Regions from separate parts of the Mus musculus genome. Here regions 2, 3, 4 and 5 are each linked to region 1. A link is a contact called in public HiChIP or PLAC-seq and promoter capture Hi-C data. All regions are on one chromosome and are shown on one strand. The core of a region is the stretch at or near the end of the contact, and the rest is flanking DNA. Distances in the headings are between cores, read along the strand shown. Region 1 holds the start of Pafah1b3 (platelet-activating factor acetylhydrolase, isoform 1b, subunit 3). Region 2 holds the start of Axl (AXL receptor tyrosine kinase). Region 3 overlaps Tgfb1 (transforming growth factor, beta 1). Region 4 holds the start of Dmac2 (distal membrane arm assembly complex 2). Region 5 holds the start of Atp1a3 (ATPase, Na+/K+ transporting, alpha 3 polypeptide).

Region 1 (5,760 bases), core at 1,505-4,004:
TGGTGCCATCAGAATGCACAAACCCAGGGTCTGCATCTAAGAAGTGGGCTCGGGGGTAGCCAGCCAGTGCTGCCCGAACCAGCTCGTTTACCTGTCGGTTTTTCTCTCGAAGTGGGTTGGGGTGCTGGCCTCTCGGAAGCAGGCCCTGAGGAGGCACACCAATAGTAAGTTGTCAGATCAGCATCTCTGGACCAAACTGTCCACCTTCACCACCCCCCAACCCCCAGGAAACTGCCAGCTGTAAAACAGTTTAAGGATGTGAAACTAGGGAGGACATGCTAAGAATCTTGCAGGTGGCAGCAGCCTGTTTGCAGAGTTACTCATTAAAGACATAATGCCAGTGGGCTCTTTCAGAGGTGGAAATGTCTTAGCTAGAAGCGATAAAGCTTAATTTAATGCAGGAACACCTGGCAACTTTCTGAGATTTTTTTCAACATTCAAATTACCTTGCATTCCCTTGGGCAACAGGCGAACGGTCCCTGCCACTGTTTGTAAACAAGATCTCTATGTAGCCATGGCTGTCTTCACTATATAGACCAGGCTGGCTTTGAACCTACAGAGACCTGCCTGCCTCTGCCTCTAGAGCACTGGGATTTAAGGCGTGCACCACCATCACTAGCCCATAGCCACTCTTAAAGTGTAGAAATTTTTTACCAGACACTTTGTGGGAGACCACTGTGCCAAGGTGTCCATAACTGTGTCAAGTACAGCAGGTTTGCCACTTTTTTTTTTTTAAAAAAAACATTTAAAGGCAACGTCTTGTCATATTGCCCAGAACAACCCTTAGCTCAATTATCCTCCTGCCTCAGCCCTTCAAGTGCCAGGGTTATAGGCATGTGCCACCACAACCGCTGCCCCTTTTCCTTTGCCACTCTTCCAAGGCTCTCACCAGCACAACCACCCGTGCCTGGGGCTGCAGCTTGTTCACCAGTTGTACGATGGCTTTGATGCCACCTGTCACTTGTTCTGCTGTGTGGCTATGGTTGTTGGTGCCCACCCAGACCACCACAATCTGTGGAAAGAGTGACACAAATCAATAGTAAAGAAGCAGGCAAAAAAGCGGCTAGCCCACCACCCAGGCCTCCTTACCTTGGGCCGGATGTGCTCCAGCTCCCCGTTCTCAAGCCGCCAGAGTACATGCTGTGTGCTGTCACCACCAATGCCAAAGTTAAGTGCATGCAGAGGTGAGAAGAGCTCCCGCCAGATCTGGGGTCAAGAAATGACGTAGACACTAGCCACCACCCTCTGTCCAGGCCATTATGGACATATCATTATGGATTAGCCTTACTTTATGGACAAGGTCCGGTTAAATCTCAGCTTGACCAAATCCGGAATCATGGAACTTATTACTGCTTCACTTTAACCAAAATTCACAGAAGTTACGTTCATTTTATGAAGATCCTGTCTGCTTTAAGTATACACAGAGCTAATGGCAATACAACTGAACCTCATTGTGGGGTGGGGGGGAAAGCCATTGTAGCTAAACGTCTTAGGGACTTTATTACTGATAAAGTCTTTGCAGAATACCATTACAATCAACCTTCACTTTCTGTAAAGCTATTACAACTTCGAGTAAACCCAACAGGGGCTGTGCCCCACCTTAAACAAACAATGAAAAGCCCTCACCTGACACAATCTTGAAGGAACGCCTCAATTTAACTCGACAGAGACAAACCCAACCCGACAAACTCAGGGCACACACTTCATTCTCAGCAGACATGTACATGGGGTTCTTAGATTCCTGCTACCACGGGCATTTCTGTACCCCTTATCTTGTCTTATCAGGTTCTGGGCTTGAAGTGCCAGTGAGGGTGCATGCCTGGATGAGGAAGGAGGAAACGGGTGGACCCTCACCTCACATTGGTGCATTAGCTGAACCAAGGAGTCCCCGATAAAGACTACTTCGGGTTCCTTGTCTTTGCTGTCCGCTACAAACCGATGGTGCTGCAGAGAAAGCCAGAAAGAGTCAAAGGCACGCACGCTCCAGGCCCCGCCCCACCCCGCTGCCTCAGGCGGAACAACCCCAAACAACCCAAACCAGGCTGCCCACCTAGGTGAGGAGGAGGATGTCACGAAGCAGTTCTATAGACATACACGCCCCCCAAGCCCCTAACCCTGGGGACCACGCGCGGTCACTCACCAGAGACATCCAGCGCCCGTCACCCTGCACGTCTTGCACAGGCGTGGGCTTGCTGGCCGGGTTCTCCCCTTCCCCACTCATCCTCAGCACCGCAGCCCCCTGGGGATGAGAGTGGAGTCCGCCCGGGAAAGCTCCGCGAGGACGTGGATCCGCCACGCCCACCCCTACCTCTCGGGCCAACACAATGGACCGTCCTGCCGCGCTCGCTCGCGCGTAGGGCGAAGGCCGAGCCCAGACGCCGCCTCCTTTCGCAGACTAGAAACCGTCACGTAGGAAGGAATCCTCGCTCCCCTCCCCCGATGGAGGCCGCAAAGTGGGCTCGTCTGCCGCTTCCCGCCGGGACCCCTTGCGGCCACGGGGGCCCAACGCAGGGGGGAGGGGCAGGCGAGACCAAGCGGCACTCGTGGCAGGGGAAGAGGGGGCGCAGACAAGAGAGACACAACCCAGAGTGGACGGAAAGGGGCAGGGTACCTGTAAAGCCGACAGGGACCAGGGACAATCTAGCGCCCTCCGTCCGAGGAGGAAATCATTTGCTGCAGGGCCAGAAAACTCCGGAAGAGACCACCTACGGGGGTGTGTGTGTGTGTGTGTAACCCATTCACATAGGAGAGGGAGTGGACGAGCTCATTCCTAGATCCGCGGAGGGGGTGGCTCTTAGACACCTGGGAAGGGACGCTCCCATTTCTTACTGGTGTAGGGATTTGAAAGGAAGCTAGCCAAACTGGGCGGTGGTGGCACACGCCTTTAATCCCAGCACTGGAGGGAGCCAGAGACAGGTGGATGTACTAGTTCGAGGACAGGCTGGTCAACAGAGTTCTAGGACAGCCAAGGCTACACAGAGAAACTCCCGTCTTGAAAACAAAAACAAAAAGAAGTGAAGCTGGTGGAGGCAGCACCAGAGTGGCTTTGAGGGGACTTCCCTATTTAAAACTTTCTGTTTTCTTTTGAGATGAGATTTCACTCTGTAACTTTAGCTCTCATGGAACTTGCTATAAACAGCAGGCAGGCCTTGAATTCACAGAGATCTACCTACCTCTGACTCCTGAGTGCTAAGATTAAAGCTGTGTGCCACCAGGCCAAGCCCAACACTAAGGCTTTGTTATTGTTATTTATTATTTATTTGTTATGTATATGTATATACGTGTGTGTGTGTGTGTGTGTGTGTGTGTGTGTGTGTCTTTTTTAAGGTAGGGTTTTTAAGGTAGGGTTTTTCTGTATGACAGAGCCCTCCCTGGCTGTCCTGGACTTGCTTTGTAGACCAAGCTGGCCTGTAGAGTGGTGGTATTATAGGTATGTGCCACTAGACCCAGCTTCAACATTAGTTTTTTAGTGGTATAAAATCTCAAATGCATATCTTCATGCCTCAGAGGCACCATCAGATCTATGTGAAAGAGGTGCAGAAAGATCAGAAATTGGAGATGGCTGCAAGGCCCAGCCCAGGTCCAACTTGGCATCCGTCCTGCAGATCACCTTGCACCTCCTAGGCCTCTGTTCCTCTCTCTAGATACAAAGTTCCATCATCAACTTCAGGTGGGTGGCTCTGGACTCCAAATCCCATGTCTGTAGCCAAGGCCACTTTCTATCATCTTCTTTCTTTCCCTGGCTCAAACTAAACCCCAAATCGCAGTGTTTTCTCAGATGCCCAGGGTCTCCCTCACCCCTAAATGGCCTAGTTGTTTTCTGGCAGCCCCACCTAGCGACTGAACTTTCAAACCTATCCATTCCTTCTTGTTGGCTTGATACTAAAGTAGTGAAGAGTTTTATTTATTGTGTTCACATTCTGTCTCAATCTCTTTCCCTAATCTGGACCTGGCATGAAGTTATTACTAAACAAGTGCAGTGCTTGCAGAATGATATTAGTTACATTAATGGTCAGATCCTGGCTATCTCCATCCATGTGTTGGAGAGAGAGACTCAGACATGACTGAGAAAGGCCCGGGACTCTGAGGCTTTGTGTTTCTCTAGAACAGAACTTCTTTCCTGTGTGCTTGTTTGGAGGTACGGTCTCATGTATGAGATGACTTTAAACTCACCATCCTCCAGCCTCTACCATGGTGAACAGGGCTTCCTCAACTTTTTCTACTTGAGCCCCACTTTTGCCTGAGAAAGTTTTTGGTTTTGATTTTTTTCTTTCTAAATAGGAGGTCTTACTATGTAGCTTAGGCTACCCAGAACTCATTGTGTAGACCAGACTAGCCAAATCTACCCTAGTGATGGCAATAAAGGTGTGCTCAACCATTCCAGCCCAAGAAAGCTGTGTGTGAGTGTGTGGTTGTGTGTGAATTTGAGTGTGTGTGTGTGTGTGTGTGTGTGTGTGTTTATATCTTTGTAAGATTATATGTGCATTTGAAGGCAGGTGACTGCAGAAGTCAGAACCGGGTGTCAGATCTCCTAAAGCTGGAGTCAAAGGCAACTGTGAGCGGCCCTGTGTGGATGCAAGAACTGAACTCAGTCCCTTAACCAGGGAGCTGTCTCTCCAGATGCTAGACTGAATAGTTTTTATATTACCCTGGGCTTATGGGTGTATAATATGGGTATATTTACATCTAATATTCCCTGATACTACTATAAAGAAAAGGACTTAGAACAATTCTTTTGTGCAGATATAATTTTACCATTTATTAAAAACAAAAGCACATTTGCATACTAATAAGCTAGGTGTACTTATTTTGTTTGTTTGTTTGTTTTTTCTTTGTGTAGCCCTGGCTGTCCTAGAGTTTATTCTGTAGATCAGGCTGACCTTGAACTCACAGAGAGCCACCTGCCTCTCTCTCTCTACTGAATGCTGAGATTAAAGGAATGTGCCACCACCATCTGGCAGGATAAACTTTTTATATACAGCCAAAATCTTGGAATTCCTAATATATTGTCTCTGAACAGACTCTGAGGCAGTGGTCACTGGCATGGCGTAGCATGATGCTGTGTGCACTTCAAATGACCAAAGCTGCCATGAAATTATTTCATTTTTTGTTTGTTTGTTTGTTTGTTTGTTTTTGTTTTGTTTTTTTCTTTTGAGACAAGGTCTATGGAGTTGTCTTGCCTGTTCTGGATATAAGTCTATGTAGACCAGGCTGGTCTTGAACTCACAGAACTCCCCCTTCGGAGTGAGTGCTGGGATTAAAGGCCCTGCCACCACAAATTTTGAGATGCAAAGTTGATGAGCACCTTAGATTTATTAGTTTGATTCTGTTGTACTTTCAGAAACCTTTTACTAGTACCAACATTTTCATGGCATCCCCTCACTGTTTTATGACCCAGAGGTGGTTTCCTGAAACAGTGTATGGACACGGTTTGGGAGCTTCTAAGGACTGGGAAGCACAAAGAAAAGACACAGGTCATAACATTACTAACATTTGGACAGGGATATACACTAGGGTAGTTTAGTTTGACTTGAAAGTTTGGGGGCCACACACCTGTAATTCCAGCATTTGAGAAGTAAAGGCAAGAGAATAGTTCCAGACTATCCTGAGTGAGCTGAAGGTGTGAGGGACATGTGCAGAGAAAGGAGTTGGGGAGAGAGAAAATTCTGAAGCAAGCGAAAGAATCAAACCTCGCAAGCATTCATTCATATGTATGTTGGTTCATTCCATCCTTCTATGAACCATATCGGGGAGAGTCCT
Region 2 (5,760 bases), core at 2,441-4,940, 490 kb after region 1:
GGTTCATTCTGATGCCTTGCTTGGGTCAGGGCTGACAAAGGAGCACCAGGCCTACACATTTGGGCCACTGAACAGCATTAGAGATTTGGGACAAAGAATGCTATTGAACAGAGAGGGGCTGTGGTGAGCACAGAGAGAGAGAGAGAGAGAGAGAGAGAGAGAGAGAGAGAGAGAGAGAGAGAAAGAAAGAGAGAGAGAGAGAGAGGGAGGAGAGAGAGAGAGGCTGGGGTGAACAGAGAGAGGCTGGGGTGAACAGAGAGAAGCTGGGGTGAGGAGAGAGAGGGGGGGCTGGGGTGAACAGAGAGAGGCTGGGGTGAGCAGAGAGAGAGAGAGAGAGAGGCTGGGGTGAACAGAGAGAGGCTGGGGTGAACAGAGAGAGGCTGGGGTGAACAGAGAGAGGCTGGGGTGAACAGAGAGGCTGGGGTAAACAGAGAGAGGCTGGGGTGAACAGAGAGAGGCTGGGGTAAGCAGAGAGAGGCTGGGGTGAACAGAGAGAGGCTGGGGTAAGCAGAGAGAGAGAGAGAGAGAGAGAGAGAGAGAGAAGAAGAAGAAGGAGGAGGAGGAGAGGAGGAGGAAGAGGAAGAAGAAGAGGAGGAGGAGGCGGCGGCTGGGGTGAACAGAGGCACACACACAGAAGTAGTGAAACAGTGATGGAGAGACAGAGGGATGGAGAACAGACAGACAGATGAAAAATCACAGGAAGGGAAATAAGACAGAAGACAGAGACAAGTAGACAGACACATCGAATGAAGGGCCCTGGCTGCTCTGCTTTGGCCCACTCTCAGACTCACCTGGAGTTTGCAGACTGTGCTGGGAGCTGTGTCCTGTGACTGGGGCCAGGGGGACAGCATCTTGAAGCCAGAGTAGGGTCACGGGTTCCGGGGGTCCCTGGGCCTGGCAGCTTAGGTTGAAAGGGGTGTTGGCAGGCACAGCTTTGTCCTCAGGCTCCTCCAGGAAGTACGGGAGACCTGGGCAGTCAAGGACAGAAACTTGGTTCCCTCTGACCCTCTCAGGGCCCCCAGATTATCATTAGGATGTTGGAGGTGCTAAACACTACATCCACCCTGCAGGGTTTTTGACTTGTCCCTTATATCTGGTCACCTAGGAAACGTGCGTCACCTTCAGATATCTGATCCTTTATGCTTTTATGCCTAGGACCATGCTTCCAACATCTGGTTTAGCCTATGCCTGACCACCTTGAACATTTTCCAGGGCATGTAAAAGTCTCGCCTTGTCTGTTTTTCTTTTTCTCTTCCTCTTCCTCCCCCTCTTCCCCTCCCCCCCCCCCATCTCTCTGAGATACAATCTCTCTACAGAGCCTTGACTGTCCTGAAACTCACTATGTAGACCAGGCTGGCCTTGAACTCACAGAGATCCTCCTGTCTCTGTCTCCTTGGTGCTGGGATTAAAGGTGTGTGTTAGCATGCCGGGGTCTTCTCCTTTTGAGGGTCTTTCTATGTATCCCAGACTAGCCTCAAACTACAGATCATCTGCCTCAGTCTCTTGAAAGTGGCAATTATATGTGTGCATCACTATGCCTGGCTTTCCTCGTATCCCTTTCCTAATGAAGGAGTGAGGTACTTGGAAATATGGGAGAATTAACTTGTGTGCAGCTGATTCCCAGACTAGAAGGTCCTACTCCAAGCATATCTGATTCCCCAGGACATCCAAAAGCTCCCCAAATCTCTCTCCTCTGGGACATAGACCTGTCCCCCATAATGTATGGCCTCCCATGCCTCCCCAACTACCAAGATTCCCTAAGTCTCTGGACTTTATGTCCCAATGGGAAAAGCTCTGAGTTCTTCACCTGTCATCCCCGCATAAGCTCTGACCCGAGAACTCACCTTCCAGCCCTACAAAGCCCGGCTGAGACACAAAGGTCCGTCCTTCTAGATGCACCATACACTGGTACTCCCCTGCATCTGAAAGTTGCAGGGCTGAGATTCTAGAAGGGAAGAGGGGGATTTAGAGGCTGGGGGTCAGAGCTGGACACTGGGATGTGGTCAGCAGAACTGAAAGAGGGAGGGGGTCTGGACAGGAAACTTATAGGAGGCTGAAGTAGGTCCTATTTTTAACTCATTTTTACAGAAGAGGAAAACGAAACCCAGAGGTCATATCACAAGCTCAGAGCCACGTGCCCAGTAAGTGGTCAGGTGGAGATTCCCAACCCAGGTGGAGGGGCTGCCCAGTGGCTTGGTGCGGAAGGGCTGTGTGTATGGAGCTCCCTGGTCAGTGACAGGTGCCACACCTGAGCTGACTGACAACTTTCCATTCATCTTGCCAGTCTTCGCCCAGAGGCACCTGGGTCTGGGTGTTATCAGCCAGTTCTAGGATCTGTCCATCTCGAAGCCACACCACCTCAGGGGGTTCCCCCTGAACCTGGAGCTCACACCGAAGTGTCCCCGTGAGTCCTCTGGCACCTGTGATATTCCCTGGGTTCCCCACAAACGGGCTGCCAGCCTCGGTCTGTGTGTCTGTCAGGGAGATGGTAAGGAGCATGGTTAGGAAACCCGCAGCTCGCTGCTCCTCTGGTCCACCTTCCCTATCTGCCCATGGTTGCCAGGACCCCACATAGTTGTAGAGTGACCTCAGAGGGGGGTGGGGTGGAGGCATGGGAGAGGATAGGAGTCTTCCCAGGGGATTGAGGTCCGGCTTCCATCTCATGTCCAGTCTGTTAGGAAGAAGGCCTGGGATCTGGCAGCCTCCCACGCCCTGGACTGCCTGGCAGGGCCGGTCCTTGCCATTCTGGTCTCTAGAGACTTCACAGTCTGGACTGGGAGATAGAGGAAAAGAAAACGGAGCAGAGAAGGAAAGGAAAGGGGAGGGGAGGGGAGGGGAGGGGAGGGGAGAGAGAGAGAGAGAGAGAGAGAGAGAGAGAGAGAGAGCACTCCAGCAGGGCAAGAACAAGTGGAGGGGGACAGCAGTGACAAAGGGGGCCCAGGACTCCCAAACCCTCCTTCTCTAGTCTTCCTCTGTGTTTGTTGGGGAAAGAGCCCTTTCTGTAATCTGGACCCTCTAGCTCTGTCCCTCTCCTCAGGACACAGATTCCTCAACCCCCCAGCCCTCCCTCAACTCCTCCTGTCTGTCTTTCTGCCCAGTCCATCTTTTGGTCCTCCCGGTTACTGTTTCTTGTCCTTCTATTCCTCTCTGAGTTGCTTTCCCTAACTCCAGGCTCTTTGAGTCTGTGTCTTTCTGCCGCCCCCCCCGCCCCCCCCCCCGCGCGCGCCCAGGCCAGCACTCTGTCGTCCCAAGGAAACTCCCTAAGCCAGCCCAGTACCCATAACACCTGCCAGCCAGCCCCCACCTCCTCACTGCCCCTGCCCTGGATCGCATCAGCCGGCGTCTCTGCCTCAGTGAGACCCCATCACTCACCCTTATGGGCTGCACACCCCCAGCAGCACAGCGCCAACCACCAGGCCAGCGGGACCCTGCCCATCCTCCAGACACCAACAGCTCAGATTGATGCCAAACTTTCTTCCGAAGTTGATGGGCACCTCGCTAGGAAAGGGGGCAGGGCCGGGTTGTCCCCGGCCCTCCCCCCACCCCTGGGCTCCTGGGATTTGGCACTGCCCGCCTGGCACAGCGGGAGCCCCTCGGCTGGCTCAACTCCTCCGCAGCTAGCCGCCTTCCCGGCTACCCTGCCTCATTCTCTCACTCCCAGACTTCTTTCCCCGCCCCTGGCTCCCCCTCTGCCTCCGCCCACTAGGGCCCCAGCCTTGGGGCCACTGGGACTTGGAGGGGTTAACTAGGAGTGAAGAGTACGGGATCTGCCTTGTCTTAAAGGAGCCTGGGCGCCTTGGAGAGAGGCTGGGGAGGAGGAAGGAGACCTTGGTGGCTCATGGTGGCTGAGGCCGATCCTGGGCTGGTGAGTTAGGAGGATGGGCGCTGTGTCCCCCTGAACTCTCAGGGTCTGGTAAACATTCCTGTAGAATTTCCACTCCTCTCAGCCCAAGACGCCCCCCAGCCCCCCTTTCTGGGCCCCCACCCTCAGCCCAGCCTGCCAGGCCTCCTCCAATTCCCCTCACACTCGCAGCTTGAACAAGGACTCTCTCTCTCTCTCTCTCTCTCTCTCTCTCTCTCTCTCTCTCTCTCTCTCTCTCTCTCTCTCTCTGCATTGACACAGAAGCTGGGACAGGTAGAGACATGCAATGGCATGCTGCCTGCCCACAGATACCCTCAGATGAGCCGGGTCAGGAGCTTGCCTGGGGAGAAGTCTTACAAATGGAAGGTCACTGCGGGACTGGCATATGGGGGATCAGGGTACTCACTGAGGGCACATCAACACTCAAACCCACCGAAGCCCACTTGAACACAGAAACAGGAATCCAGAGGTGGCAGCAGACTGAAGTGACAACCCCAGCTCTAGCCCAGCCACATGACTTTGGGCAATGGGCAAATGCCTGTCTTCCTGTACCTCAGTGTGTCTAGCTTTAAGATGGGGACGAGGACAGCCCCTGCTAATGCAGCAGGCTAGTGCGAGAATGATCTAGGTCAAAGTGCATGCAGTTTCTTGCACAGGGTGGCCCAGATGACGAGGTGCCCGGGATTTTTGCTACCCATGCTGGTTGTTCCTCTGCCTCAGGATTCTTGTATCCAGCCCTGGCAGATCCGGAGCCAGTATTAAGCCTCTGCTGCATGTCTGCTTCTATGCCTCTAGGTGTTTGCCATAGAGGGCATGCTCAGATGGCCTCCTAGTACCCAGTTCTCTTCTTCATTAGTCAGGCTGCTTCTTGATCAAATCATTGAGCTGCTTTTGATCACCACAGAATCCCATGTCACCTCCTGGCATCTCTCTCTCTCTCTCTCCCTTTGCCCTTCTCCATATCCACCACTCCTCCTTCCATCCCCCTGCCTCCAATCCATCTCTTGGTTGGGATCTAGGAGGATGTTTCTGAGACAGCCCTCCCCCCCATGTCTGTCCTCTAGACTCCCCACTTCTCTGATGATCAACTCCAAGCCTCTCAGCTGCTCGCTCTCGGTCCTAACCATAACCACCATCCTGTTTGTATCTTGATTCAGTGATGTGGCAGCCCCGGCATCTAACCTGCCACCTAGTCTGAGCCCTGGGGTCCTCCTGAACGCTCAGTGTGGATTGGTTGCATGGAATCCCAGGGAGAGCTCAGCCTTACAAACCTCTCTCCTATGTGGCTGCCTCTTTAGAGTCTCACCCTGGTCTAGCCTTGCCCTTTCCCTCCTGGATCCCAGCTATAATTTGCTCCTTCAGTGGCCCGATTGCTTCTTCCATCACGTTTCCCTTTTAGCAGCCACAGGGTGTTTCTTATCCCACATCCCATCTGATCCTTTCCTTCTCCCTTCCTTCCCTCTCCGATACCACCTAGCTGTATCCCATCTTCTGCTTCAGCCTTTAGGATAAAGCCACGGGCTTCTTACAAGCACCCCTCATTGCCACCTGAGCGTGTCCTCACCTCCCTGGTCAGTTTTCATTTTCTCACCCGAAACAGCTCCCTCACAGGCTGTGGAACAGCTTTCTGTGGCACTTTGTCCCAAGCTCCTACACCTCCCTCAGCCCCACCTCTCCTCCCTTTTCTTTTGCATCCTTTCCAGCCCCCTCCTGTCTAACCTAGCTCTACTCCTTCAATATACGGCTCCCTCTCAGCACCGCCTTTTTCTGAGATGGTCTCACTATATCACCAAGGGTGGTCTTGAACTCTCAGTCCTACGTGCTTTGCCCTCCAGAGAGTGCTGGGTGACAGGCAAGCACCACCACACCCAGCTTACCCGGTGCTTTTCATTGGCAGC
Region 3 (5,760 bases), core at 1,041-3,540, 410 kb after region 1:
TATGGCCTCCAAAGGCTTCCATCTGTCCTGTTTGTGCCATTCAGGAGCACCGGCCCTAGCCCCATATTCAGTAGAGGTTTGGTAAATATGTGTCCTACAAATAGGACGTGCAGGCACATGTTGGACTGTGAATTACTCCTGTGTGTTCTGTGGGGATGTGACAGGACTTATTACGTCCTCCCCGAGAGTGCTCATGGGACTGTTGCTAGCCCTGCACTGGCTCTCAAGTGCCTGCCCAGTGGGAGGTGCTTCACTGGCAGCCTGGATGGTTGTAGTGTCACTATTGTCATCACAGGCGTCCTGGAGAGCCTGAGCTGGACAGGAGGCTGAGGGCAGCCGAGGGCTGGAGCGGGCTGCAGGGTTGTCCCTGCTTCTGACCTTTGTTCCTCCTGCCTGCAGCTCCACAGAGAAGAACTGCTGTGTGCGGCAGCTGTACATTGACTTTAGGAAGGACCTGGGTTGGAAGTGGATCCACGAGCCCAAGGGCTACCATGCCAACTTCTGTCTGGGACCCTGCCCCTATATTTGGAGCCTGGACACACAGTACAGCAAGGTGGGTCTGGCTCATGGGACAGGCTGGAGCAGAGGCTGGGGTGGTAGGGAGAGAATGGGAAGCTTAGAGCAGTGGGGAGTCAGCGGGATAGGGTGACAGAGAAACGGAGAAGAGCAGGGGGGGGGTGCAGAGCAGAGCTGGAGAGATGGAAAGAAACAGATTGGGTGAGAAAGGCAAGAGAGCTAGTGATGTGGAGAGATACAGAAAAGGAGGTGGGGAGAATTGGAGATGGGAGAGTAAGTGACTGAGGCAGACAGGAAGAGGAGATAGGATGAAGAGAGAGAGAGAGAGAGGAAGAGAGAGAGAGAGAGAGGCCGAGATGGGGACAGATGAGGGACAGAGAACAATAGGGAGAGACATATATAGAAATAGACTGGGAGAGATAGGGAAACAGAGATGGAAGTTGAGGAGGCTCAGAGATAAGAGACAGAAATGTAGAGATCCTGGTGGGGAGAGAGATAGGGGGAGCCCCTGTACTCTGGCAGTGACCCCGGCCCACCCGCAGGTCCTTGCCCTCTACAACCAACACAACCCGGGCGCTTCGGCGTCACCGTGCTGCGTGCCGCAGGCTTTGGAGCCACTGCCCATCGTCTACTACGTGGGTCGCAAGCCCAAGGTGGAGCAGTTGTCCAACATGATTGTGCGCTCCTGCAAGTGCAGCTGAAGCCCCGCCCCGCCCCGCCCCTCCCGGCAGGCCCGGCCCCGCCCCCGCCCCGCCCGCAGCGCCCGGGGCTGTATTTAAGGACACCTGCACCCCCCCTCAAGCCCACCTGGGGGGCCCATTAAAGGTGACAGAGGACTGGTGGTCTCCGTGTCATTGGCCGCCGGATTGCGTCTCCCTCTTAGCTGACGCCCCTACCACATCTTGTCCCTTTCTGTGCAATCGCCTCCAGCACTCCCTAAGGAACGCCGGCTTTGATCCCAGAATTCCAGGGGGCGACGCTGAGGCCCAGGGAAAACCCTATTAGACTCAGGTATCATCTCTTTAGGCACCGTTCACAGTGCTTTATACCTCTGAGCATCCACGAGGCAATCCGGGAGAGCCTGAATTCCTGCTGGGATGAATTCATTTCTTGGATGATGAGTATATGGAAGAGCAAAAAGTGCTGATACAGTGGGTTGTGGTGGCCCCATGTGACAAGTCCCTGCATTCAGGAGACTGAGGCAGGCAGATAGATATAGCTCAGGCTAGCTCAGATATAACCAGGCTACTGGTTCAGAGTTGAGTGTGTGGTACTGAAATGCCTGCAGTGGGAAGGCAAGGGTTAGATAAGGAACTCTGGGGCTTCCGGGTTACATTAGACCCTATCCCAAAAAACCCCCAATTCACAGAATGTGGTGGCACAGGCCTTTAAGACCAGCACTCAGGAGGCTGTAGCAGATTGGTCTCTGAGTTTGAGGCCAGCCTGGTTTACAGAGCAAGTTCTGGATACACAGGACTACACATAGAAGAAACGGTCTCCAAAATACCAAAACACCAAATCAGTAGTTGGTGTTGGTGCTGACTATGTCACTGGGTGAAAGGAGCCTAGGGGGAGGGGGAGCCACAAGAAGGAAGTGGAATCAGGGAGTGTGTGTGTGTGTGTGTGTGTGTGTGTGTGTGAGAGAGAGAGAGAGAGAGAGAGAGATTCTTGGAAGACCGGAAGTGACAAGTGACAGCCATCTTGGGGTGTGCCACTGTGTGAGGAAAGAGAGCAACGTGACTGGAAGAGTCTAAGGGAAGGGTGTTGGGCGCTGAGTCAGATCCAAGTCAGCACAAGCCAGGGAATGACAACTCTCCTACATGTCAGGTGTGTGGCTGTCCTTGATCACAGCTTTCTTCCCACAGCCTGACAGAGCAGGGGCTGGCCAAGGTTGGCCCCAAGCCTCCTGCAGCCTGCAGCCTGCAGCCTGTTTCTGTAAATAAGTCCCGCTGGCTCACGGCCACACTCGCTGCTTCCTCCACATACTGTTTGGAGCCATGTACTGTTTCTGCAGCCTCGTATGCAGGGCCAGCAATATCACCTGGTCCTTCTGGAAAACCTGTGAAGATGGGTGTGGTCTGAACAGGCTGCCTGTAATTTGAACAGGAGGCAGAGGCAGGAGTATCATCACCACAAGTTCAAAGCCAGCCTGATCTACATAGCCCCCAGCCAAGCAGAGCTAAGTATATGGAAAACCCCTCAGTCCTTCCCACTCTCTCCAAAAGCTTGCTTATCCTTTTTGGGGGATCGTGTGCTCTTTACAGGAGGAAGTATTTACACACACGGAAGGTGGTTACTTCCTAAATCCACAGAACTTAGTTAGTTTAGCATCTGCACATGGATCTAAGACTGCTTTCTTGATCATATCTTGATCAGGAGTATGGGACCCCAAAAGAACTTGGGGGACACATAGCCTTACCAGATGAGCTAAAAAGCTGTATCCGAGGCCTCCATTTCTGGTAAATCACTGCGAGTTAAGTGAATGGTGAGGAACTCTGTCCTCAGTCACCCTGCCTCCTCCCTTCCTGGGGTTGAGAGAGAGAGAGAGAGAGAGAGAGAGAGAGAGAGTGCACATGCATGAGCGTATATGCATGCATGTGTCCTCAGGAAGATAAGTTACCCAGGCAAGAAAGACCGGCTGCCTGAGCCTAGCGAGTCCTGTGTTTCATCTCTTCCCATCTGCTGGGGGGAGCTTGTGAATTCTCTCCTGCTTCCTCTTTCTCAAGCCCGTTTCCTCCTTTCTCCTGTGTTTCACTTCCCCTACCCTCTGCCTTTCTCAGGCCCCCAGGGCTCCTAAACTTGCTTTCCACTCAGGGAGTGTCTGGGAGGGAGGGAGGGAGGGAGGCAGGGTGACTGAGGGCAGAGTTCCTTTGGTTTGAGGTTGACAGCACTGAGCCTGGAAGAGTGGGTCAGAGGCCTCCTAGTCTCGTCCCATCAGGGGCTGAGAGCCTCTGAGGAACAGGTTGGGGTTTGGGGCAGGACAAGAACATTTGTCATTGCCACTAGCTCTGGCCTGGCAGATACACAAACACGCAAGCAAGAACACAATCAGGATTGTAGTCATTCAAGGATTGCTGAATAGCCCCACTACCCCCAGCAGAAGCCAAAGTATGGACAGGGTCCCACAACTACACCAACACATTCACCTCTCAAGACTAGTGACATAGATTCTGACACCTGGCAGTCGACACAGACCACACATACAGACTATAAACAGTCCAGCCCTGGGCCCTCACAGGACATGACACAAGTAGAAAGTTTGATAGAAAAGGCCATCACATAAATATACATTATAGGGCCAAGCTTGCACCACATGCCAGACAGATTCACAGTGTCAAACACACCAGACACACATCACAGCATCAGAGCCCAGCTGGGAAACAGACTACTCCCCCCGGCAGTTACACAAACATCCTCCACGGGGTCATGGTCATTGCGTGACCCGCTGCAAACCCACTCATACCACACACGCCGGGGTTTCATACACGTCACAGTCCCAGCCAGACTACCAGTAGGTCACAGCTACTGTCTGACACTCTTCACACACACCCACTTGCCTGGGGAGTCCCAAGTGGCCCCACAGACCCAGACACAGTCACACCCAGGATCCCAGACTAGTAGCTCCCACGCACCCAGACACACCCCCAGGATTGCCGAGCCCTTATACCAGGCCTTCATTCCCAGAGCCTGCGGATATGACAACTGCTGGCTGTGCCCCATGTCCTGCCCACTGGTGACATAGCCCACCCACCTGCCTGTTGCTCCTAGGCAGGCCTGGTTGCTGGCAGGCCTGGGGGAGGGTAAATTGCAGGCTCAGCATCTCTGCTGCCCTGGCACTTGGGCTCGATGGGTGGCCTGACCCAGCACAGGACACATCCCTCCTACCCACCAGCATCTACCTCACACAGGACAGACAGGATACAGGGTTAGGCAGCTGGGGCACGGGGGAACTTGTGGGAGGGAGTCTGGGTTCCGCCTGGAGCCCTAGCTTCCCGTCCAACTTCCAGGGCAGGAAGCAGCCAAGGAGGCCTGCACAGGCCTTCCTGTCCCGTCCTGGACCTGCTGGGTGAGCGAGGGTGGGTAGGGTGGGAGAGGCAGGAACAAAATTTCCCCTGAAGCCTAATCTCCAGGCGCACACAGTACCAATGTGTTTTGTTTCCAGTGTGACCTTCTAGGTGTTCAGAGCAGCCCGTTCTTCCCCTCAACCCACCCCCACTGATCCCTGAGGGCTTTTGGCCTGCCTGGCTTTGTCAGTTTGGGGTGTGTGTTCAGCTCTGTGTTTGTGGCTAGCAGTGCCACATTTCTGCTGAGTGTCTGCCGCTTCACATTTCGCCTGGGCAAGCTGGAGCTCTTTCTGTGGGTTCCCGCTAGCCCTGTTTGCTATACCAGCGGGTTGCATATCTGGGATGAGTTTTGAGTCTAATTTGTTTTCTCCTGTAGAATCTTCACAGGTCCCCTGGGTATAAATTTTTGCAGTTAGTGTTGGTTTTACCTGAAACTGAGGTGTTTTATACATTTTTGTGGGTCTGTGAGTTTTTATTTATTTTTGAAAGGTGGTGTGTGTTTTGTTTCTTACCTCAGCTGTTTTTGATGCACATGTATGGTAGTTACCAGTGTTTGTGTGCCTTGCGGGTGGGTGATTTGTGAGCTATGTGTGTGCTTTTTAAGTATTTAGTTTAATGTTTTTAATGATGTATGTGAGTGCTGGTCCCAGTGGAGGTCAGGGTGGGCAGATTCCCTTTAAGCTGGAGTGACAGGTGATGGCTTACAAGACGTGGGCACTAAGAACCAAACTCAGGTCCTCTGGAAGAGCTGTAACCCCTCTTACCTGCTGAGACATCACTCCTGCGGGGCTGAAATCGGAACCAGGGTGGCCTCAGGTATGCTAGGGAACAGTCACTCTTAACAGTCACTTCTTTAGCCCCAGGGTCACATATACCCCAGGATGGCTTTGAACTTGAACTCTTTTTTTGTTTTGTTTTTTTGTTTTATAGAGACAGGGTTTCTCTGTGTAGCCCTGGCTGTCCTGGAACTCACTCTGTAGACCAGGCTGGCCTCGGACTCAGAAATCTGCCTGCCTCTGCCTCCCTAGTGCTGGGATTAAAGGTGTGGGCCACCACATCTGGCTAGAACTTGAACTATTAATTACCCTGTTTCTCAGTTTGAATCAAGACCCTTTTGGGGGGTGGTGTCCAACAGCCCTTTCACAAGGGTCACCTAAGACAATTGGAAAACACAATTTAT
Region 4 (5,760 bases), core at 1,038-3,537, 320 kb after region 1:
GGTCCTTAAACTGGCCAGCTGGTGTTGTCACACGCCTTTAATCCCAGCACTGGGGAGGCAGAGAGGCAGGTGGATCTCGGAGTTCGAGACCAGCCTCGTCTATGGAATGAATTCCAGAATAGCCAGAGCTACACAGAAATACCCTGTCTTGAACCCTTCCTGCAAAAAAAAAAAAAAAAAAAAAAAAAAAAAAAAAAGGAGCCTTAAGCTTGGCCTTGAGGTACACATCTATGATCCCAGCTCTGAACTATAAAGCAATATAGGAAAGGGGGTGGGGCTCAGAGCGGAGGGGAGGAGAAGGTAAAGGCTTCTTAAAGTAATAGAATGTGGTGGTTTGAAGGAAAATGTCCCCCATAGGCTCAGACAGTTGGGTGGTCGGTGGTGGACTGGGGAGGTTTAGGGGGACCCTCAGTGGAGGAAGGACCTCGTTGGAGGTGAGCTTTGGGAGTTTAAGGCCCAGTCATTTCAGTTTGCTTTCTCTGCCTCTGGCTTCAGCTGAAGATGGAAGCTCTCTGCTTCTTGTTCCTGACACCATCCCTGCTGTTTGCTACGATTTGTGCCCACTATGATGGCCGCTTAGCCCTCTGGAACTGCAAGCCAAAACAACCTCCCTTCTGTAGGTTGCCTTGAGTCACAGCATTTTATCACAGCAACAGGAAAGTAACAGCTACATACAGACTCTAAGGATTACAGCCCAAGGACATCTGTGGTTGGGGGCTGTTCGGTCTCGACACACCCACCGCTCCCTGCTTCTCCATTTCCATGAGTGGCCCCTTTTGGTTTCTCAGGCTTTTGTCTGTAGCAGCCCTCACCTCGGCCACCCACCCCTCATTCATTCACCTCTACTATGCAGTAGTCGCTTTGCTGGTCTCAAGGCCACCTCTGTCCTCTCAGAATCATCCTTCATGTAACATGTTACATTTGCAACAAGTCAATCAGACTCTGAAAGTCCTCTCTCCCTCTGTGACTAGAATGAACCCCTGCTGGGCAGCCAGGCAGCCAGCACTACTGCCCAACTCTGGTCAAGTCTCCACCTCTCTGCAAGCTGACAAAGACCTCAGGCTTTTTGTACAGGCTGTTACCTCTGCCTGAACACCTTTATCCAAGCCTTGGGGTAGGTGACTCTCCTGTCACTCATTGCAGTTAAATGCACCTGCTCTACAGACCTTCACTGCTGCCCTATACCCCGCCACACCCTAATATATTGCCCGTTTTTACCTACTTTTTTTTATCAAACACTAGTTTTAATTTTGTGTTCATTTCTTACCTATTGTCTTTCTACCTAGAATGATGACTACCTAAGAAAAGGGCTGTTAGTGCGACCCCAGCACCCACTGCGAGTGCTCAGCAAACATGAATGAATGAATGAATGAAGAGAATCCACCAAGAGTTCACACTGAGGGCTGTGGATGTGGCTCAGTTGGTAAAGAGCTAGCCTAGCATGAAGGAGGTCTGAGGTTTAGTCCCCAGCACCTCATAAACTTCTGTCCACAGCACAAGTGTGCCTGCACTCATATACATAAAACACATACACACATTAATGATAAATATACGCTTTTAATTGAAAAAAGTTCATGGCAAATATACCATACATGAGAGACTTTATGTAAAAGTAATAACTCTCTTAATAAGTATAGATGTGAACTCCAAACTAAAGATAGTCTCTTATACTCAAGTCTAATCTGCCTCTACCTCATCGCTGAGGAGAGACGTCTCAGTGGCAGTTAAGAGCACTGACTACTCCTTCAGAAGATCTGGGTTCAATTCTCAGCACACACACACGGGGGCTGCCAACTCCAATTCCAGGGATCCAGCGTCCTCGTCTGGTCTCCAAGGCATTGAACACACGTGGTGTAGAGCTACATGCACACACAGAGAAAATAAAATTTAAAAACCTAATAATAGGGTAGCAAAGTAGCTCCGTGGGTAAAGGTGCTTGCTGTGCAAGCCAGTGGATCTCAGTTCGCTTCCTGGACCCAGACTCGGCTCATCTCTACACCTGCGCCGCGGAATGTCACGCGTGTATACGCACAATAACAATAAATAAAAAATCATAATCAGTCGTACTGATTCTGCTGTAGAGATATCGGGTGTAAACTGAAAAACCAATGAACGCAAGAGAATTGCGACCGCACTCGGGGGTGGGGTGGAGTGGGAGGAGTAGATCCTTTACAGGAAAGACCGTCTCCTCCGCACGCGCGCCTTTAAAAGGCGGGCTAAAACAGAAGGGGGCGTGGCCACACGCGTGGCCCTTGGTGTCTGAACCACGTGTTAGGAGGGAACGTCCTGCCTCTTCTGTTTACGTTACCTGGCAAGATGGCGGCGCCCAGAGCGGTAGGTGACCGCAGCGTCCGCGTCCCGGAACTATGGTTCACTTTGTAGCTCGGTTCTCGAGACCTCTCTCAGCCTCCTGGGAAACAAAAGTCTGCGGAAACAGAGCGTCTCCTGCCGGACCTCGCTCGGGAGACGCCGTCTGGGGCTGCCGAGGGCCACAGAGAGTCTCGAGTCGCTTGATAGAGAAACCAATGGGATGAGGGTGGCTTAGCCAATCAGCGGAGTAGGACAGCTCTTCCTGGGGGGAAAGGACGGGATAAGGGTTTGGAGGTGATGTAGAACTAATGATGCTTTTGCGCGAAATTCCTGGGGGGAATTTAAGGATCTTGTAATCCCAGTATTTGGGAGGTGGAGGCAGCAGGATCAGGAGTTCAAGGTTATCCTTTTGTGTATCAAGTTGGAGGGCAGGCAGGGCAACGTAAAATCCTGCCTGTAAATAAATAACTAAACCTTAATAGGAAACAAACAAAAATCAAAGAACAGGGTGTGCAGGCGGGAGCCAGGAAGTTAATTTGGAGGTCCGAGGAAGAACCTGAGGGGGATTCCTAGAGCTTCGTTAACCTGGAGAATGTATTTAGTAGTAGAGTATTTTGTTGGTACTCATTGCCGTGGGTTCCATTTCCAGCGCTACCTGTAAAGGTGAAGGTTACGTGGACAGGATGGCAAAGAAATCAGCCATTTGGCAAAATCCTAGGGAGAACTGGGTAAAATTTGGGCTGGGGAAATGGTTCATTATTGAAGCACATGTGCTTGAGGCATGAAGGCCAGAGTTGGTAGAAGCGGGGCATGTCTGCTCACCTGGAATCCCAGCACTCTGGAGGTAAAGACAGTTGATTCCTCAAGCAAACCCACTGGCTGGGCTACCTGAGTTGGGGTGCTGCAGGTACAAGTGAGAGACCCTGCCTTGATCTATAAAGCCAGGGGCAATTGAGGAAGACAGCTGGCCTCCATACATGGGCACATTCGTGCAAGGACACCTACACATTTGAATGCACACTATGCACGTACGTATTCCACCACCACCACCCCAACCCCCAGGAGTGAACTGGTGAGAAATGAAAGTATAATGGTAGTTTGGGAAAAAAAAATAAGGACTTGGTGGGAAATTAGAAGAACCTGAGAAAACCAAGACTGGCTGCATTCAAGAATGAATTTATGGTTGGTTAAATGGAAGACTTTGGAGAAATGTTTTGAATCCCAAAGGTTAAGGATTGAGGACGTGGACATGCTGGGGACTGACCACGGTGCCTTATGAATATTAAACAGAGACTCTAGTCCTGAGCTACACCCCCATATTAGGGCGGGAGTGGTATCAGAAGGATTTAAAAGACTCAGGAAGCACAGGCTGAGATTCAAGGTAGGCCATGCTGTAAGAGTTAGGGGTGGAACCCAGCTCCACGTTCAACCTCAGTCCTTTCCCTCTCCCCTTCTCCAGGTCCTGCACCTGGGCGCCCGAGAATGGAATGGCAGAGCCAGGCGCATCCATGGCATGAGTGAGTTGGTGACCCCGGACAGCAGTCGGGAGAAGAAAAGAACGCTGTTGCAGTTCCTCTCAGATCATTTCCAGGACATCCAGACTCTGAGAGAGTACTTGCTCCAGAAACAGATCTCAAAAGTCAACAGGGAGAATCGGTGAGACCCTGCTGGCCAGACCTCCCAGCCAGAGCCCCAGTTCCGCCGGGCTGTGGCTTCCACTGCCAGCATGACAAGCTCACGCCTTCATCGCTGGCCCATCCCTCCTCTAAGACTCATTATATAGGCACTTCCACCACCAGCTGTGCTTGGGGGTCAAGCTGGCCTCTCAGACACACTCAGCTACAACTCAGATCTCTCATGTCTCCCATTTAAAAGAAACCTTACTCTCAAGCTGTCCCCATCCACAGAGTAGGTGCCCCTGGCCACCCAGTTGCTAAGGGTGAATTTTAAGGTGTTTTCTTTGTCTTTTCTCTGCCTTCACATCTAGTTTGTCAATGCTAGAGGATTCCCAGGGTCAGCCCCCAGGTTTCCAACACTTCACTGTGTGGCCTGCCTGCTCATTCCTTTCATTTTAAGGTTAGTGTCTTAGCCACTGTTCTATTGCTGTGAGAAGACAACATGGCCAAGGCAGCTTTGAAAAGAAATCATTTAAATGGCGGCCTGCCTACAGTTTCAGAAGGTTACATGAGCATCGTGGTGGGAGATGGCCTTAAGCTGGCATGGCACTAGAGCAGTAGCTGAGATCCCAGAGAGGAAAGTGTGAGACTGGGCCTGGCATGGTCCTTTAAAATCTCGAAGCCCCTACCCCAGTGACACACTTCCTCCAACAAAGCCACACCTGTTAATCTTTCCAAACAGTTCTACCAAGGGGGGAACCAAGCACTCAAAGATGAGCCCATGGGAGCTGCTCCGATTCCTGCCACTGCAGTCATTTATGGTGTCAGCTGGGAAGCAACGTGTGCAGGGGGCAGGGAGGAGGGCTTTACTGCGGAGTGGAGCCATCTCTAGCCTCAACATTGTTTGTTTTGTTTTCAAGAGAGGCTGTCACATAGCTCGGGCCAGCTGGCCTCAGGCTCCTTTTCCTCCTGTGAGTGCAACACCTGGCCAAGAAGTGAGTTTTAACATCTCCTCTAAATGAGTGTCCAAAGTCAGGCTGCCTGATTTACCCTCATCTCAGAACTGGAACTCTGGGATTTGCTTCTGCTACTTCCCGCTTTGTAGTTGAACACAGGCAGAGACTATTGTCAGCTTTGGTCTTCACTGTGATCCCAATACATGGCACTTAATGGCACACAGATTTGCAGCCAGCCTAGTCTCTATTTGCTTGGTGCCCTGTGGTCTACCCCGAGACACAGTGGTACACAGTGAGAGGTCCCAGGCTTCATCTCTGCTCTCATTTCTCTGCAGATCCTTCACTAACATCCAGGAGAAATATGGCCCGTATGTTGCAGGTGCTGTCTTCATCCTGAAGCAGGGAGGCGCAGTGAAGTATGGGAGCAGTGGGGGTGAGGTGTGGGGTTGGGGTGTGGGGATGGGGCAGAGTGCCTCTGCTGTCTGATGGCTGTGCAGTGGGGGCCTTGCTCCTAGACCTCAGTTCATCATTTAGAAGGAGCTCTGAGTTGAGGAGGTAAAAACTGGACAATTCCTGAGGCTCTCTGGCTAGCCTGGCCAGACTGGCAAGCTCTGAGTTCAGTGAGGGATGCTGTTTCAAAGTGTGGTGGGAAAGCAACTGATGGAGATGCCTGACTAACCACTGGCTTACATGCATGCACTTGAACACATGCACAAAGACATGTAAATACATCCACACAAATACATTTTAAATTAACAACCAGCCCTTTAGTCCCAATGCTCTGGGGGCAGAGGCAGCTGGCTCCCTGTGAGTTCTAGGCCAGCCTTAAAATCCCGTCTTTAAATACATAATTAAAAAGTTATATACAGCTAGACGTG
Region 5 (5,760 bases), core at 1,966-4,465, 290 kb before region 1:
GTCTCACTATGTAGAACAAGCTAGTCTCAAATTCCTGATGTCCTTCTTTCTCCTGCCTCTTAAATGTCTGTCTGTCAGGATGCCCAGCTCTGTGTCTGTGAGTCTGTCTCTCCCTGCTCTACTTATTTCTCTCTTCCTGCCTTTGGTACCTGCTTTTCCAGCACAAGGTCTCCGTGGAGGTCACTGCCTGTCTCCCCAGCTCTTTGTTTGACCTGAGACTGTGGATGTCTCAAAGGACTCAGACGATCTTGGGAGACCACACACACACACACACACACACACACACACACACACACACACAGAGCCAGGCAAATCATGAGAGGAGAGGGCACTCCAAATGACATGGGACAAAGGCTCTCCCATGGGAGGCAGTGTGCCACATGTAAGTAGTCATTCCCAAGAGACTCCATGGACAAGATATGAACCTGACTTCTCTCCTGCAGACAGCTGTGTACTGCAGACAGTCTTGAACGGGCATGGGCATGCTCTGCCCTCGAGGAATAAGTAGGAATTGGGAGGGGGTAGATTTGGGGTATGGAAGAGCAAGAAAAAAAAGCCTTAGGTCTGAACTGAATTCTTATTTGGTGGCCTGGGCAGGTGGGGAGCGTGGTGTCCGAGGCTGGCAGGAGAGGTGGGCTGAGGCAAAGGGATGCTGACAGATCCTGCAGGCCCAGGGCCAAGCTGGGATCGGAGGCTCAGTGCAGCTCAGCGCTAATCTCCTCGTGACCTTGTAGCAACCAGACTTGCCTGCTGTCTGCCCCCAGACCCAGAGCTGCCTTCGGAACCTAGAGAAGGGCTGTAGCCCTGGAAGCCTGGGACCACCAAGGAAGAGTGCACCGGGGAGCTGGGAGCTTGGCTCCAGGCCAGCCCTGCAGCAATACTGCGTCTCAGACAAGGAGGCACGTATGGGCTGCAGGGCGTTGTGTCAGCCCCCGCAGATGAGGCAGACATGTGGAGGGATGTGAAAACAGCCAGTCTTGAGGTCAAGGGGAGAAGTGAGCCGGGTGGCAGGGGAATCAGCTGCCCTGTCCCCAAATCACTGGGAGCTGCAGTGTGGGTCTTTATGAGAAATAGAGGGCTCAACTTCTGGCTCCGACACAGAAGGTCTGGGGCCTGGACTCCTAGGTGTGAGGGAGGATGCTGGGCCTGGCCTCCTGAGTCTGAGGGAATGGGTTGAAGGCCTGAACCCTCATATCTGAGAAGGGAAGACTGGGAGTCCAGTCCCCTGGGAGGACAGTCGCATCCATGTCCCCAGGGACCAAGCCTCAGCTTCTTCTTGCCCTTGCCATGAGCAGATTCCCCTAGGGTGGCTTCCATCTGTTGGCATGAGGAACTGAGGCGTTCCCAGGAAAGACAGGAAGCTCAGATGGGCACACTGCAGGGTGGGAGCACCTCTAGGGGTGGGGGCTCTGTCTGCCTCATTGCAGCCTGCCACTGCAGCTCCTAGCCATTTTCCACGGCGTCCGTCCACCTCCTTGAAACCTGCATGGCTCACGCAGCCTCTGCCCTCCCCACCCCCATCTCGGGGTACCTGCCACTGTCTTTTCTAAAACCTTGACCAAGGCCTACCTTGACCTCCCGGTCTAACCTCTGCCTCTTCTTTCCACTACTCAAGTGTATTTTTTATTTGTTTGTTTGTTTGGTTGGTTGGTTGGTTTCTTTCAGTTTCTCCTTTGGTCTCTCTGTGTCTTTCCACGTCTGTCTCTCTCTTTGTCTCGATGTCTTGTCCCTTTTTTTTTTTTTGGTTTTCAATGTCTCTTTCTGTTTCTGCCTTGTCTGTCTCTCTCACATCTAAATCATTTCCTTCCCTTCCCATCCCCATTTCTCTAAGACCCCCCTTTCCCAAAGCCCTGCGCCCTCTCTTCTCTCCCAACCATCCGTACCCCCCCCACTTCATTCCACTTACCTGAAAGCCATCACTGACTCTCACTTCCCCCTTTCTCTCCTAACCCTCCCCCATCTAGCCCTCCCTCCCATCCCCCCTCACCCACCCAGCCCACAGATCTGCAGTTCCATCCCCCATCTTCATCCGTAGGCCCTTCATCCGCCATCTTTCTCCCCACCGTTCATGTTCCCTTTGGCTCCCCATGCTGACCCCTTTCTCTTTACCCGGGGAGGGGTCCCCCCAATCCATCCACTTCCTTCTCTGACAGCCCTCCCCAAGCCCCACCCCAGACACACAGGGAGGAATCCAGAGCTGCTGCAGGGGTCAAGTGGTCGGTCAAGGAAGGAGGCTGCATCTGCTGGAGAGATGCACAGACAGAGAAGGACACACGGACACGGAGGCAAGGACATAGCAGGCATGCGAGCTCCCCCCACCCCCACCACACGGCTGTGCTTGCACACCCTCAGCCAGGCACTTGTCTGCCAGCCATCTCCTGCTCCTCCCCCTCTTCCCAGCCCTCATGTCTGTACGCGCCCCCCCCCCCCCAGATTAGGGGCTGCGAAACCTCTGCAGCCCCAGGTCTGTCACTGCAGATCACCCTTATCCAGGTCTGCAAGGAGAAAGAGAGGTCATCTTATGTCTAACTCATAACCTGTATCTGTCTCCATTGAACCAGGGGAGGGGATGGGGTCTTGATGACCCCTAAACACTGGCATAGCTCTCAGACACACCCAGACAGGTAGCGGGCTTTGAGATGGGAGGGGGTGCACAGATGGCTGCAGACCCTGTTAGGGCTGCATTAATTAAGCCGGAAGCACGCGCACACACATTCGCCCTCAAGCATTTGCACTCGTGCCGCCACACTCATGCAAGGGGCACACGAGCAACCGCACAAGGTCAAACCGAGATGCTAAGGGCCAGCCCTCCGCCCCCCCGTGGACAAAGCCTCCAACATGCGCCACAGATTCCCCCTTCGACTCAATAGCCCACTTTCCCAGCCACACAAACTAGTCAGGTCAGCCGGCTCCCGGGTCCCCGCAGACTCGGCCCCAGGGCTCAGGAGGGCAGGAGACCCCAACTCCGGCACACAGCCAAAGTCACTGGACACGATGTCACGCACACAGAGTCCAGCCGACCCCTGCACCTACCCCCATCTTGGCGGCTCCGCGGGAAGAGCGGCGTTCAGACTGATGAGCGGTGGCCGCAGGATGGGCTCAGGCGCGGGCTCGGGCTGGGGGCCTCTGCAGCGCCCGCGCCGCGGTGGGAGCGTGCGTCTGTCGGTCCGTGGGTCCCACCGCACAGAGGCTGCGGCGGCCGGGGCCTCCGCCTCCTCATATGCCCGCGCCCGCGGGGGGAGGCGGCTCCGGCCAATCAGGAGCAGTACTGAGCAGACGGACAGCTTGCGGCCCGGCCCCCAGTACTGCAGCTGTACTCCCCCTTCCCCCCCTCACCGCTCCAACCTTGTTTCTGCAAAGTGGCGGCCACTGAGAAGCTGAGCACAGTGCGGGGGGGGGGGGTGATCCCGGACATCCCCAGGGTGGGGACTCAGAGACCCCCCCTCAATATAGGGAGGTATCTTAGGGACCGAGGCTTTGAGGGTGAGGCACCCTGGAATCTGCCTCCTTCTGGGAGTGGGGTAGATACAGGGTGGGAGGAAAGGCCCAGTGAATTGCAGTAATGCAGGGCCCCAGAGTGCCACCATCTTGCAGTATGTAGAAGGGACCCCAGGAGTCTATGTTTGACACTGTTCAGGAAGAAGATAATGCCTGATGGGGAGACATGTGGAGGGGTGTTGCGGAGGTGGGAGGGGGTCCTAATATCCTCTGCACTGTGTCCCCATGACTGAACTACCAAAGATGCATCACCACACACAGCACAAAGGAGACACAAAGCCACAAGAACATACCAGGGGGCCTGGAAATGCCCCCACCATGCAGGTACCACCATCACCTCCACGTGTACCACCAAAGGCTCTCAACCACATCCCAGTCACACCACACACACACCACCACCACCACCACCACCACCATGATCTTTCAACCAGAGGCTCAAAAACCAGCCAAAGGAGAATCTATAAAGAGCTCACACCCATCACACCACAAGAGAAACCCAGTCACGATGCGGAAGTGCTGTGGAGAGCCCACGCCCTCAGAACACCACCTCACAGACTCCCATCACACACTGCACCACAGCTGACCTTGCACCATCTCACACAGAGAGCCAAGAGATTGCTTCACTTAGCACCATTGCGCAAGCATAAGACCCACATTTCCTCCAGACACTCACAGAGGCCTCTGTGGCCACTGGCGCACAAACATACAATACCATCAAACACACTTGCACATACCCCGGTGTGTTTGGGGCATGAGAAAAGGCTTGCTGTACAAACAGGCCAGATAACTGCTGTGAATGACAGGCAAAAAAGTGCACACACTCACACATAACAGAGTCATTCAGAACTCAGCCACGAGAGACCATCTCACACATCCTACATTACTGCGCTGTCATGATGCAGGAGTTTGTTGCACCTTCAAACATATCCCAATGCTCCTACCCACACACCACACCCACATCCCCGTGTGTATAAAAGGATGCGCTTGTGTCCCGCCTCCTGCTTGTCCATGCTCTCAGGCCTGCCTCTCACACACAGCACCCATTATCCTCCTCATCCGAGCCTGAGGAGTCAGTCTCCCATGCCCACCTTGACAACATTTTGCTCATGGGAACATTTTAGACTCTCTCTGGGGATGCTGGTAGAAGACAGGGGTGGGGAACGAGAACTCTGGCCAGGAGCAGGGAGTGAGTTGACTATGCAGGGTTTGGTGCATGCTAAGATTAAGGATCTGATGGCCATGGTGGAACATGCCTTTAATCCCAGCACTCAGAAAAGCAGTCTTTATGGCAGATCTTTATGAGTTCAAGGCCAGCCAGGTCTTCACAGAAAGCACCAAGACAACCAGGAAATACATGGTGAGACCTTGCTCAAAAAGGGGTTTGAGGAGTAAGATGATCCTGACCTCAAGGGGACATGGGAAAGGAGGGACACAGAGACACAGAGTGATGGCCTTGGGCAGGAATAGAGATAGTACCACATTAGAAGGAGGAAGGGGGCTTCCCCCAGCACCTAGAGCTTCATCACAACCCTGTTCTCTGGCCCATTCCCATCCCTCCTGCGGTCCCCTGTTGCCATGGTAACAGGGAGGCTGACTCTGCAGCAAAGGAGGTTGGGCCTGCAGATCCGGCTTGTTGCCATGGAGACAAGGGAAGGAGAAGGAGCCCCACCTTTCAGCACAGGTGCAGGTGTCTGAGGGGGGGGGGGTCTCAGACACCCCTTCCTCAAGTCTGTTCCTTACCCATGGGATGGAGGGATTTTTACCAACATTTATTCATTTATCCTTTCCTTCTCTCAAGATGTAATAAGCCTGGAGGTCTGTGCCTGGTCCACAGAGGACAGGTTAGAGATGCAGGGAAGGGCTGGGGCGGGTGGAGGCAGGAGGGTCGTAGATCTCAGGAGATGCATGCTCCTCCTGCCTTCTAACTGGGCTGGAGGTCCCACCCCAGACACAGGCTCAGGCTCCTTCATGTAATTCTTCCTTAGACACAAGGCTGACTAAACTGATGACTGGTGCATAACGCTCCCAATGCGAGACTCTGCAGAAGGGGGGTGGGGAGACTTTGGAAGGTCACAGGGATGGAGGAGGGCGGAAGAGCTCAGTGAGAGGAAGAAGGGGGAGAGAGAGAGGAGATACGGACAGGAACCACCTAGATAGAGAATTACAGAGGCATGACAGAGGATTTGCCAAGGCAGAGATGAACGAACAGCCAGGGAGACTGTGGCAGGCATGTTCAGTGAGGGTGACAGAGACACAGGGCAC

What was found. Promoter capture Hi-C pulls out the DNA fragments that hold promoters and counts their contacts. HiChIP or PLAC-seq counts read pairs in DNA pulled down with a chosen protein or histone mark. Capture Hi-C pulls out chosen DNA fragments and counts their contacts.
Region 2: a contact with region 1 is called in a FOXA1 HiChIP or PLAC-seq map of pancreatic cancer cells. The contact joins the promoter of Axl here to the promoter of Pafah1b3 in region 1. A contact is called at or near these places in 1 of 39 promoter capture datasets (cranial neural crest), 1 of 484 Hi-C or Micro-C datasets (Sertoli cells) and 1 of 115 datasets of contacts at active chromatin or transcription factors (pancreatic cancer cells).
Region 3: a promoter capture Hi-C map of pre-B cells shows a contact between it and region 1, with 2.9 times the contacts expected there. The contact joins the enhancer-like site here to the promoter of Pafah1b3 in region 1. A contact is called at or near these places in 5 of 39 promoter capture datasets (the C10 cell line, cranial neural crest, liver and 2 more), 1 of 115 datasets of contacts at active chromatin or transcription factors (pancreatic cancer cells) and 2 of 9 other capture datasets (adipose tissue and liver).
Region 4: a contact with region 1 is called in a promoter capture Hi-C map of liver. The contact joins the promoter of Dmac2 here to the promoter of Pafah1b3 in region 1. A contact is called at or near these places in 11 of 39 promoter capture datasets (the C10 cell line, the HPC-7 cell line, cranial neural crest and 7 more), 2 of 484 Hi-C or Micro-C datasets (embryonic stem cells and nephron progenitors), 4 of 115 datasets of contacts at active chromatin or transcription factors (bone marrow-derived macrophages, pancreatic cancer cells and stem cell-derived neural progenitor cells) and 4 of 9 other capture datasets (adipose tissue, liver, macrophages and 1 more).
Region 5: a contact with region 1 is called in an H3K4me3 HiChIP or PLAC-seq map of embryonic forebrain, with 2.2 times the contacts expected there. The contact joins the promoter of Atp1a3 here to the promoter of Pafah1b3 in region 1. A contact is called at or near these places in 1 of 39 promoter capture datasets (neural stem cells), 1 of 484 Hi-C or Micro-C datasets (embryonic stem cells), 5 of 115 datasets of contacts at active chromatin or transcription factors (bone marrow-derived macrophages, embryonic forebrain, embryonic stem cells and 2 more) and 4 of 9 other capture datasets (adipose tissue, liver, macrophages and 1 more).

What each region holds. Positions count from the first base shown.
Region 1 is chr7:25,295,232-25,300,991 of GRCm38.p6, forward strand. Pafah1b3 (platelet-activating factor acetylhydrolase, isoform 1b, subunit 3) reads right to left here and starts at 2,755. Exons shown (of 5, transcript NM_001357350.1): 1 at 2,141-2,755; 2 at 1,855-1,944; 3 at 1,090-1,206; 4 at 890-1,012; 5 at 1-145. The coding sequence starts at 2,221.
Region 2 is chr7:25,785,043-25,790,802 of GRCm38.p6, forward strand. Axl (AXL receptor tyrosine kinase) reads right to left here and starts at 3,691. Exons shown (of 20, transcript NM_009465.4): 1 at 3,373-3,691; 2 at 2,249-2,474; 3 at 1,845-1,945; 4 at 792-968. The coding sequence starts at 3,436.
Region 3 is chr7:25,703,726-25,709,485 of GRCm38.p6, forward strand. Tgfb1 (transforming growth factor, beta 1) reads left to right here. Exons shown (of 7, transcript NM_011577.2): 6 at 400-553; 7 at 1,059-1,352. The coding sequence ends at 1,217. Among named protein-coding and RNA genes, the nearest start is that of Ccdc97, 12 kb to the right of the region's middle. Within about 2 kb of position 2,291, at least 143 of the 459 cell types and tissues checked have an H3K27ac peak or open chromatin away from gene starts, as enhancers often do. A contact at or near this core is called in adipose tissue, pancreatic cancer cells and pre-B cells, where this site is marked.
Region 4 is chr7:25,617,127-25,622,886 of GRCm38.p6, forward strand. It overlaps Dmac2 (distal membrane arm assembly complex 2), which reads left to right and starts at 2,288. Exons shown (of 6, transcript NM_001290487.1): 1 at 2,288-2,334; 2 at 3,770-3,966; 3 at 5,218-5,298. The coding sequence starts at 2,317. Gm38969 (a long non-coding RNA gene) reads right to left here and starts at 2,535. Exons shown (of 2, transcript XR_881901.3): 1 at 2,309-2,535; 2 at 1,542-1,859.
Region 5 is chr7:25,002,722-25,008,481 of GRCm38.p6, forward strand. Atp1a3 (ATPase, Na+/K+ transporting, alpha 3 polypeptide) reads right to left here and starts at 3,216. Exons shown (of 23, transcript NM_001290469.1): 1 at 3,034-3,216. The coding sequence starts at 3,039.